Linked DNA regions of Hordeum vulgare: region 1 is linked to region 2. Evidence: chromatin contacts called from public Hi-C data. All regions are on one chromosome and are shown on one strand. Each heading gives the region's core, a stretch centred on a gene start, on an enhancer-like site or on the middle of the called end of the contact. The rest is flanking DNA. Distances are from core to core; before and after follow the strand shown. Region 1 holds the start of LOC123400067 (60S ribosomal protein L36a). Region 2 holds the start of LOC123400062 (polygalacturonate 4-alpha-galacturonosyltransferase-like).

Evidence for each region. Hi-C and Micro-C count contacts between places; a contact is called where the count stands out from the background.
Region 1: a Hi-C map of leaf shows a contact between it and region 2, with 2.5 times the contacts expected there. The contact joins the promoter of LOC123400067 here to the promoter of LOC123400062 in region 2. A contact is called at or near these places in 4 of 6 Hi-C or Micro-C datasets (leaf, seedling and an unstated tissue).

Annotation. Positions count from the first base shown.
Region 1 is chr5H:499,487,109-499,492,815 of MorexV3_pseudomolecules_assembly, reverse strand. It overlaps LOC123400067 (60S ribosomal protein L36a), which reads right to left and starts at 2,727. Exons shown (of 4, transcript XM_045094465.1): 1 at 2,571-2,727. The coding sequence starts at 2,573.
Region 2 is chr5H:499,319,382-499,324,619 of MorexV3_pseudomolecules_assembly, reverse strand. LOC123400062 (polygalacturonate 4-alpha-galacturonosyltransferase-like) reads left to right here and starts at 3,601. Exons shown (of 9, transcript XM_045094461.1): 1 at 3,601-3,926; 2 at 4,687-4,712; 3 at 4,798-4,857; 4 at 5,085-5,238. The coding sequence starts at 3,755.

The sequences.
Region 1 (5,707 bases), core at 1,478-3,977, 170 kb before region 2:
TTGTGTAGTGTATTCTAAAAGTACTACACACAGAAGCAAAATTTGATCATTGGCATCTCACAAAGCAGGTCACACTGCACTCTCATGCTCCATATGAGTCCAAAACAAACCAATTTAAAACTATGCCAGCACCCAATGTATTGGAAGAATAAAAAGGTCAACCTTGGGGGCTCATATCAAGTGTATATTAAGGGCCTGTTTGAGACTGCTTCAATTCATCAAAATCAGCTTCACTTCATCAAATTCACTTTGGAGCAGTTTCATACAAAAGCTATAACACTATCAAGAGAATGTTTGGCTTCCATCTAGCTCCAACTTTAAGAATAGAAAATTTGGTGGAAAGAATCTATTTGATTGGTTGAGGGAAAGAAATTAAGGGGTATCCACTTACTGGTAGCAGTGGTGGGTAATTTTTCCCCAACTCCAGCTTCTAGTCTTTTTTGGAGCACCCTCTCAGGAGCTTCATAAAAACTTTGAAGTTGTATCCCAGATTCTAGTTTTTTTGTGAAGCAGCATATCGTAGAGCTACCCCGTTTGGCTTGTTTTTTCTGAAGCAGAGCTGAATATTAAGGAGCAGAGCAGTCCCAAACAGGCTCTAAGAAACCTTCACTGTGGCAGGAAACCCAACCGAGACGGTGATCCTAGCACGCGCCAACCCCTGCCAACGCACCAACAGCGCGACGAGCAACACAGGGAAAGGGTTTTGGATGTGGAACACCAGATGGCAAGCCCCACACAACTGTTCAATCCAAACACCTCACTCACCGCCTCTGTCTAGAACAGATACACATACACACATCACAAGAGCCAAAGAGCCCGTTGCCAGGCGGCACTCCGTGTTCCACCTCCATCCCCAACCGGCTAAGAGATGCTCGTCGTGGTGCTGTAATGGGGGCACACAGCAAGATCTGCCGTTCCACTAGGGTTTCCATAATCAAGCCGCTCGAGCCACTATTTTGTAATCACAGCCCCCGGCCTTGTACAACCGAACAAACATAATCATCTGGGGAACTGGCCAAACAGGGGAGCCACATTACAAACCTCGAAATAGAACACAGTGAGTTAACCCACAATGATTATGCCAGTTCAGACTCCAGGGAGGGAGCAGACTCTAGGTCAATCACATTTCAACTATAGGCTCAAAATTCTGCGATTACGAAAATGAAGTTTTCTATGCAGCAATTGTGTACTCTATTCTAACAGTACTCCACGCTGCAGCAAGATTTGATCTTTGGGATGTCACCAAGTGGGTCACACTGCACTCATGCTCCTTACAAGTCCAAAACAAACCAATCAAAACCTATGCCGGTAACCAATGTGTTGAAAGAATCACAATGCAACTGTTTATACTGAATAAAAAAGGTAAAAGACCTTGGGGGCTCATATCAAGTGCATATTTAAGAAACCTTCACCGCGGCAGGAAACCCAACTGAGACAACAATCCAAGCGCGCGCCAACCCCTGCCAACGCAGCCGCAGCACGATGAGCAACACATGCAGGGGATTTTGAATGTGGAAAACCAGATGCCAAGCCCCACGTGACCATTCAATCCAAACATGTCTCCCTCTCTCTCCCCCTCTGCCTGAAACAGATCACACACACACACACATCACAAGAACCAAACAGCCCATCGACAGGCGGCACCCCATGTTCCACTTCCATCCCCAACCGGCTAAGAGATGCTCATCGCTCTGCTGTAATGGGGGCACACGGCGAGATCTGCTTTCCACTAGGGTTTCCCAGAATCAAGCCGCTCGAGCCACTCTTTTGTAATCACAGCCCCAGACCAAGTATGAATGAACAAAGCTAAGCTAGGCATCGGCCGAGCTACATAGTCATGAAAAAAAAACTCAAACCGGAGATGCAGCAATTGTGGAGCCTATTTTAAATGCAGCAATTGTGCAGCCTATTATAAAAGTACTCCACAGCACAGCAGCGAGATTTGATCTTTGAAACCTTACAAGCAGGTCACACTGCACTCTGATGCTCCTTATGAGTCCAAAACAAACCAATCAAAACCTATGCCAGTAACCAATATGTGGATAAAATCCCAATGCAACAGTTTACTGAATAAAAAGGTAAAAGACCTTCTTGGAGGCTCATATCAAGTGTATATTAAGAAACCTTCACCACGGCAGGAAACCCAACGGGGACGACGATCCAAGAGCACGCCAACCCCTGCTAAAGCAGCTGCAGCACGACGAGCAAAACGAGCACGGGGTTTTGGATGTGGAACACCAGATGCCAAGCCCCACGCGACCGTTCATTCCAAACATCTCCCTTTCTCTCTCTCTCCCTCTGTCTGAAACAGATACACGCACGCACGCACATCACAAGAACCCAACGGCCCGTCGTCAGGCGGCACCTCGTGTTCCACTTCCATCCCCAACCGGCTAAGAGATGCTCGTCGCGCTGCTGTAACGGGGGCACACCGCGAGATCTGCCGTTCCGCTAGGGTTTCCCAGAATCATGCCGCTCGAGCCACTCTTTTGTAATCACAGCCCCCGGCCAAGTACGAACGAACAAAGCTAATCATCAGGGGATGTGGCGGCGGGAGGTGAGGGCGTTACCATGGTCGCCGCCTGGAAGCTCTCCTCCGCGCGTCTGCTGCTTCTCCTGCGGCGGGGGAGGTGGTGAGGAAAGGGGGGAGGGGGAGAATGGCGGCGCCTGGGTGAAATATTAGCGAAGCAAAACCCTAGGAACGGCAGGTGTAGCTTCGGGAATATGGGCTTGCGAGCTTGGGCTTATTACTCCGTGTAAGCCTGATAAGCAATGCACGTATTGGGCCACATGCATGTCGCCCAAGGAAAATAAAATACATTTTTCAGATGGTCCATGAGAAATAACTAGCAAAAGAGCCCGTGCGTTGCAACGGGAGAGAAAATAGCACACACTCTTAAGCCAATAACCACGACTCAAGACCTTAATAGGCCCACGTTTTACAGTTCCACATGGCATCACATTTGTGTTGTCGATAGTGGCCTCAATGCTCATACAATGAAAACGTGTTTGATTGTGGTCAGTCCTAAGATCTCTCTTCCTCTCTCTCTGAGAAAAACATTCAATATGTTCAGTATACTTAGTTAGAGAGGGAGTATACACCAACTCGATGCATATTTAATGAGCAAATCAAGAAATAAAGGCATGGAAGAATATTGAGTGCAGGTATTCCAACCAATTTAAATCCATGTCTTGTGAACTTATATTATTAATGAACATATAATAAGTAAACATGGATATGATCTTACTTGATGTTTCAAGTTGCATGGTCCTGTTCTCCTCGATGGTGCCACACAAATATTTGTATTATGATGAAAATGGCAAAGTATGTTTTGTTAATTAATGATAGCATATGCATAAGAGCATTATTTTTATCTTGTTGATATATGTGTTTGCATTTGTAATCTAAGTGAAGTCTTAATTTGATTAAAAACATATTAGACAGCTCCATAAAAAATAATCAATTTGTAAGTACATGCATATCAAATGTTTAAGGTTGCATGTCAACATCGATATTTTTTAAAAATAATTAGCAAAACAGTTTATATATATGAAAAATCAAAGCTAAGCCATTTGTTTACGTAAAGCTTGTATAAACAACATTGCATATTTTTTATACATTAGGTACATTTTTTGCGTGCGAGATTAAAAACATTATTTAATTTTAATGTCTAATTTTTTTAATACACATTTTACATATTTTGTATGCATTATGAACATTTTTATATACATATTTATATTATTCAAATACATGATTAACATTTTTGAAAAGTTCTATTTTTTATGTCTACTTTGTTCCATACACATTATATATTTTTGTATATGTTTTCTTATACACTGGAAACATTTTCTATACACATTTAAAGTTTTTTAAATACACAATCAATATTTTTCAAAATAAAACAAAAATAAATTGTTTATTATCCATACGCATTGTACATTTTTTTATATATGGAAACTTTTTTGTCCACAAAGTTTAATTTTCTTTAATTCATGATTAAAATTTGTGCAGAGTTTATTTAAAAAAGCGAAAAGAGAAAAAATAATATAAAAGAAATGCAAAAAAGAAGGGTTGTAGGCCACGGCTCGAGAGAATGCACATTACCGGTCAGCTAGCCTCACGCCTAAAAGGTGGGATAAAACTGGGTGTAACTGGGATCGAACCTGGGTCTCCAGGATGGGAAGGCGAGCGCCAAACGGGTTGCGCTACCCTCATGCTTTGGTTCCAATAGGGGAACCGCCTTCTTCAGAATTAGAAAGGAGAGCCGAATCGAAGTTTAAAAAACGAATCGTTTTTGTCACTTACGGGTGGCATTGGTGGGTAATTTTAGCGAACTTTAGGTGCAAATTTAATGACGTACGACAGAAGCAATATATGCTTTATTAGTAGGTATAGATACTAGTGTTGCTAAAAAATAAGAGAGAAATACTACTGGTTGTTTCTAATAAAAAAATATAGGGAATGCCTAGAACTCATTTAGATGTGTTATAGTTTGATCTCATTCACTTGACATCATCTGATGTCACTTGTTTGTTGTGCCAACCCGTTTTGGTTGTAGCCTTAACTATACCTCTTTATTTTCCCTATATGAGGCAAGACTACTGGGTTATCTCGGTTATATGTTGCATTTTGACAATTTGTGCATTTGCTTTGACATAGTTGTGTCCGTATGGGCTGGTTGACACATTTGTTGGTTGTTTGTTCCACCGGGCTTTCGGCATGTTTACTTGTTGTTGTTGTTTTGAAAGAAAAATAATAAAATGTGAAGAAAAGACATCCAAATGTCCTAGGAGAAAAAAGTGTGCCAAAATCCTAGTGTCTATCTGACACGGAAATTTTAGTTAGATCACTGCTTATTTGCTACAACATACTTAATAGCTTGGTCATTTTGAGTCTCATGTAGTCCAGTAGCTTCATTGTGTACCTTAGTGGCCTCATTCAGTTGCTCCATGACTCATTTACCCGTGGACTCATTTTCTTGAATTTCTATCACCCCGTCTTCCTTCCGCTGAGCATGTGTATTTTACAACAAACAAAGATAGTCTAGCAGTGTAACTAGTTAGTAACATCTGAACAAAAATGTTTTCCCAGTTGAATGACGTAGCGAAAATTAGTTTTTTGAGGAATCACCGGGAGAGAGTTCTCCCACCTGAATATACTGCTCAAAAGCGGCAAAAGCCAAGAGTCCCCCATTAGACTTTTGTTGATCCGGCTTGTAAGGAAGACTAAATCAACAACCTTGAAAAATTGACTTGTTTATGAGGAAAACTGGGCCAAAAATCATACAAGTAACAAAGTTAAAGAAGAGAAGAGATGGACGCCCACGAGAAGGCACATCCTAACTAGCAAATAGAAGGACTGTCAATAAGAGAGGCACAAGTAAATGAGGGGTGTAGTCAATGGAACACGATACCAAGACTCTCTATAACTAGCCTAATTCATCGCATCGGCATGCGCACCAAACCCCACTTCACAACAGAGGAGCATCCATAACCAACAAGTGCCAAAGCTTAACACAAACCTTGATTGGGAGCTCCGCCATGGGAGGTTGAGGCGATTAGCAAGTTGCGGAGGCATCATTGTGTTGTCATTGAGCAAAAGTGAACCGAGACGACACCAAGAGCCCGAAGCTCGCCACAACCCAATGACAACCATGGGAGGGTCCTTGGCTTGCATAGCAACACAACATAGACCACGCAAAGGACG
Region 2 (5,238 bases), core at 2,352-4,851:
TATCCTCAGAATCCCATACACAAGACGTCCGATAAAGGTAAAACAAATCCAGCAAGGCCCCCGATGTGTCGACGAACCCGATCGGAGCCGCATATCTTGTTCTAAGGACACGACCAGATGGGTCACACTATAAGTAAAACCAAACCACGAGTTCCCCATGGTAGCCCCGTAGTCTGCCCGTTTGGTACCAACACGGGTAGCGCTAATTCCCTATGCGTCACTAACGGTGTTCAGTTTATTATGTTAAGAAAATATAGTACCAATATTGGGCCTTGCCGGAAGAGTTTTATCCCAAACCAAAATCAAGGGGGTTCCCATAACAACCCCAAACATGTTAGGAGCGCTCAATATGGAACATAACATTGGCACACAAGTAACTAGGACGACAAAGGTGAAACAAAGCATCGAGCCAAAAGCCCAAGCCTTCCACCTTTTACCAAATATATAGATGCATTAAATTAAATAGCAATAATATTGTGATATATCAAGGAATTCATGTTGTCATATGGAAAGCAACTTGCACCTGCAACTAGCAATGCTCACTAGTGGTCGTTCATGCGTGCAAGCCTCTGCCACCTAAAACGTACGGCTCCGCTGCTCAACACGACGTTTCGAATGACTGAAGGATCATGTCACTCATTTTTATCGAGCAACCTCTCCAGTTTTTATATTCCTACAAATATCATGTTGTGGGAAAAGAAAGAGAAACCAAATCTTCCTATCATGTGTTTCAAACGGCCTTAAACTTTTCTGGAGTGTAAAACTAGCTTTCCGCAACTTACCTATTTAGTGTTGTATCATGCATTGTTATTGCCTTGTTCCAAACATGGGTTGCTTGCGAGTACATTCAAAGTACACATTGGCTTGCCACTGGTTATTTTATTGGCCAGGCATGAAAGAATATGATATGATGAAGAGTTTCCTGATGACGTATGTGCGAGCTAGGACGCTTCCCAGTCAGAATGCTTGGAGTGTGATACTCGTGATCTGCGTTGAATTTTCCGTAAAGAGGAACGGGTTATTGAAGCACAAAGTGGATAAGTTTTTCCCTCAATTACGAAACCAGAATTTATCCAATCAATAGGAATATCAACCACAATCATCTTCAGCGGCTGCAACAAAAAACCAAACAACTTGCACCCAACGCGAGCAAAAGGGTTGTCAATCCTTTTGTCTTGTTATTTGCAAGCAAGTGAGGTGTATAGATAATTATAGATAGCAAAATAAAATAAAAACAAGTAAATAACAACAAGGCAATAAAGTTTTTATCAATATGTTGTGAATAGACCCGGGGGGCCATAGCTTTCTTTAATGGCATTTCTCATGAAAAATAGCATTCGATGGGTGGACAAATTATTGTTGGGCAATTGATACAAAAGCGGATAGTTATGCGATAATCACGATAATGATCATGTATATATATGTATCAAGTCCATAAACAAATAGGCCGACTCCTACCCGCACCTATTACTATTACTCCACTCATCGACCGTTATACAAAATCTAGAGCATTAAGTAAAACAGAGTAATGCATGGTGAATGATGACATGATGTAGACAAAGTAAACTCAAGCAATATGAATAAACCCCGTCATTTTATCCTTAGTAGCATCAATACAAAGACGTATCTTGTCCCCTTCTATCACTGGGATATAAAAATTTGCCATGTTGAACCTACCACAACGCACCTCTCTCACCAAAGAAATATCGATCTAGTTGGCCAAACTATTTCAATAGATCGAAGAGAATTATGAAGCTATCATAATCATGCACATAAGAATCATACAAGTATTCAAATGTAACTCAAATATTTATTATAAATAATGTGGACATAAATTCATAATTCAACGAATCTCAACAAACGCACCGCACAAAAGAAATTATATCATGTGGATCAAAGCAAAGATGCGATGATCATTGTATTGAAGATCACACATAGAGAGATTGACATCTAGTACTGACTATGGACCCGAACAGTTTTTGGCTTCATGAGATACACGTCCGTTCCTCTCGAAAAGGAAAAAACAAACGTAATTTTTTCCGCGAAAGGCACATTTTTGCCTTCGTGAGAGGCACGGCCGCGCCTTTCGAAAAGAAAAAAAATGCGAAAATGTGTTTTCTATTGTTTTTTCCTATCACGAGAGGCATGGTTTTTCTTGGTCCCTTTTTTGTGGTTTTTTCGTCAAACCTATCAACATGTGATCTAATTTTTAAGATCTCGACGAGAGAAACCCAACGGTAAAAACATTTCGAGATTTGGACGCACGGTTTAGGAGATAAACCTATAAAAATATGAATTCACGAAAATGAAAAACTTTCCTGTTATGACAAGTAACATACATGCAGTACGCCACTTGTCAAAATTTAGAAAGGTGAAAGTGATATTTGAAAGATGTATTTCTCAAGGACGCTGCTACAAATCATCCGACTGATTTCTTTGATAAATCAGCCGGGTCCTGAGACGTTAGATTCAATACTCGTAAGCCGTCGGATTTGGTCAACGTGTGTCATATGTATTTCTTCGCATCGCCAGGACACCCGCTTCGATCTTTTATGGCCGCAGCACCATCCGCGGACTGCACACTGCTGCAAGCAACACCGCACATCGCTGCAAGCATGACGGCCGCCACCGACAAGAGCTGCATTGCAACACTGTGAGCCGCCGACGAAGCTCCATTGCGACACCAGGTGCTGCATCACAGCTCCGGGGCCGCCGACGAGCGCTTCATCGCAGCATCGAAAGCCGGCGGCGAAGCTCCATTGCGACACCGGGTGCTGCATCACAACTCCGGGGCCGCCGATGAGCGCTTCATCGCAGCATCGAAAGCCGGCGGCGAAGCTCCAGTGCAGCATCGATGTTCACCGACGGGCGCCGATGATGCTACACTGCAGTACCAACCCCCTGCACGGCGGGGATGAATCGCAGCACCCGACGCCGGCAAGCGCACTCCATCGCAGCACCAGACGACGGCAGCACGTTTTGGTACATCACCGAGCGCTGCACACCACCAGGCATGCCAGCCAAAGCTGCATCGCACCTCCAGGCATGCCGACCAACGCTGCATCGCACCTCCAGGCATGCCGGCCAACGGTGAAGCTCGCATCTCCCGCTGCAACGCAACACCCGCAGCCGCTCGTGGAGCTTCAATGCAGTCATGGACACTGCAGCGCACGGATTTTGTGGGAGAATAAAAGATGGAGCAAGGGGAATGGGAAGAGCACCGGTCGGGAAGGGGAGAGCGGGTCACATGTGCGGGAAGGCTTTGTGTGGTTGAGCGCTCGCGTGAGGATAAGGCTGATTATGACGAAGGGGTGGGCTGTCCCACCGAGACGCGTGTCGCGCCTGGGAGGAGGCTTAGGCGTCGTTGTAATCAGCCGTCTGATTTTGAACGTTTCCCATTTCTCAATTAGTGATTTCGGTCGAGGCTCTAGTGTGATGAATAAAATCTACCGAATTTAAGGCGCTAACAGCCCACACATCCGTCGTAGATCCATCAATAAGGCACCAACCGGCCCACACGTCCGTCGTGGGCCCAGATACCGTCCCAAGAGCAAAACCAAAGCGATACGTGATCTTTCCTGAATTCCTCCCTTGCCATTCGTGGCTACCCCACGCCACTCCCCACACTCCCCGCAGGCGAGGGCGAGAGAGGGGGGGAAAGGCAGCGCGCGCACGGCGACCCCCTCGCCGCCGCCGCAGCATTCCGACCGGATCGGGCCAGTGCCCCTCCCCCTCCGCCCACGCGTCACCGGAGATGGCGTCCCCGAAGCGGCTCCCCTACTCCTCCGCGGGCGCTGGCGGCGGCGGCGGAGCGAGGCGCGGCTCCGGCGCGGTGCCGCCGGTGGTGGTCCTCGTCTTCCTCTTCGTCGTCGCGCCGTCGATCTTCTTCGTCGCGCGCAGCGGCGGCCACGTCCACGTCGCGTCCGGTTCGCCCCCGCCTCACTTCCCAAACCACTTTTTGTTAGAAAAGCCACTTCATATGCCATGGATGCCGTACGAGGCGCCATCGATTCTGAATTTCGGGTCCCGTTGCACCTAGATTGGTCCATCCGCGTTTGGATTCGCATGGGCTGCGAGTTTTATGCGCTTCTGCGGTTTGATTTGCCGATGGTACTGACCGCGAGAGTGGAGTCCGTGTAGATTTGGTTTGAGTGGTTCAGGATTGTTATTCAGCAATTGGTGTGTCGTGGCCTCAGCCTGTGGGTACTGGCTAGGGTTTGGTGGGAATTGTGGCTGCAACGTGTTGCTGGGATGTAAAACCAAAAGGTAATAGACGGAACTGTGAATGATCACGAACCTGTGAGATGCAGTGGACGTTCTGATTCAAGAGATCTGGTTATTCTTCTCCTGCTTTGCTCTCTTGGTGCCAGGATTTATGCCAATGTAGGTAGGTTGGGTGTATGGCTGCTGCTAGGAGAGGCCGTAATGCATGCCCATGGCATATTAGTAGTGATAACAAATCAAAGCTACACTTATCTGTGCAAACTGAACCATGATGGGCTGAAAAGCATAAGATTGTCTTAAGCATGCCGACTTCTCTTTTGCTTTATCATCTGCTAAAACCTTACTTGTCTTTTTTCTTGTTAGCTGTTAGTATTTGGGAACAATGTTTTGTTGTAATATTTGATAGCAACATTTTATTAACTTCAAGATAAATAAGTGACGGCATATTTTGTTCATCTGCAGATCCCAGGGGTGCTGATGGCAACCAGGTATTTATCCATTCTAAAAGGGAGTCAAATTTGTTTTACCACCCTTACTTTTAGGATTCGTCTCACATTGAGACCTGTCTTGCAGGAAACAGATTGGCAAGAGCAACTGGCGACAGACAATCTGAAATCTGTTTTGTCTAAGGAGGTCAGAACATCTTGCAGTTAGTAGTGTACATGCCCATCTTTCAATTCTATGTTTGGTGGTTGGGATTGTCTTCTTCCCAATCTCTTGGGGGTTTATTTGGTCTACATGTAATGATTTGGACGTCATGATTATTCTGTAACCATGAACTGTTATGCTGTTCAACATATGAAACCTTAAGTTTCTTCAATTCCGCTGTACTTATAGTCATCCAATTATTTGGTCTTCAGGTAATTGATGCTATAGCTGCTAGTCAACAAGAAACAGGCACTCTGAACCTTGATTTCTTTAGGGATCATCCATCTCCTTCCTGGAAAACTGATGATCTAGTTGATCACAAGATGAATGCTAATTTGGTTGTTGACGACAAGGCAAAAGCTCAAA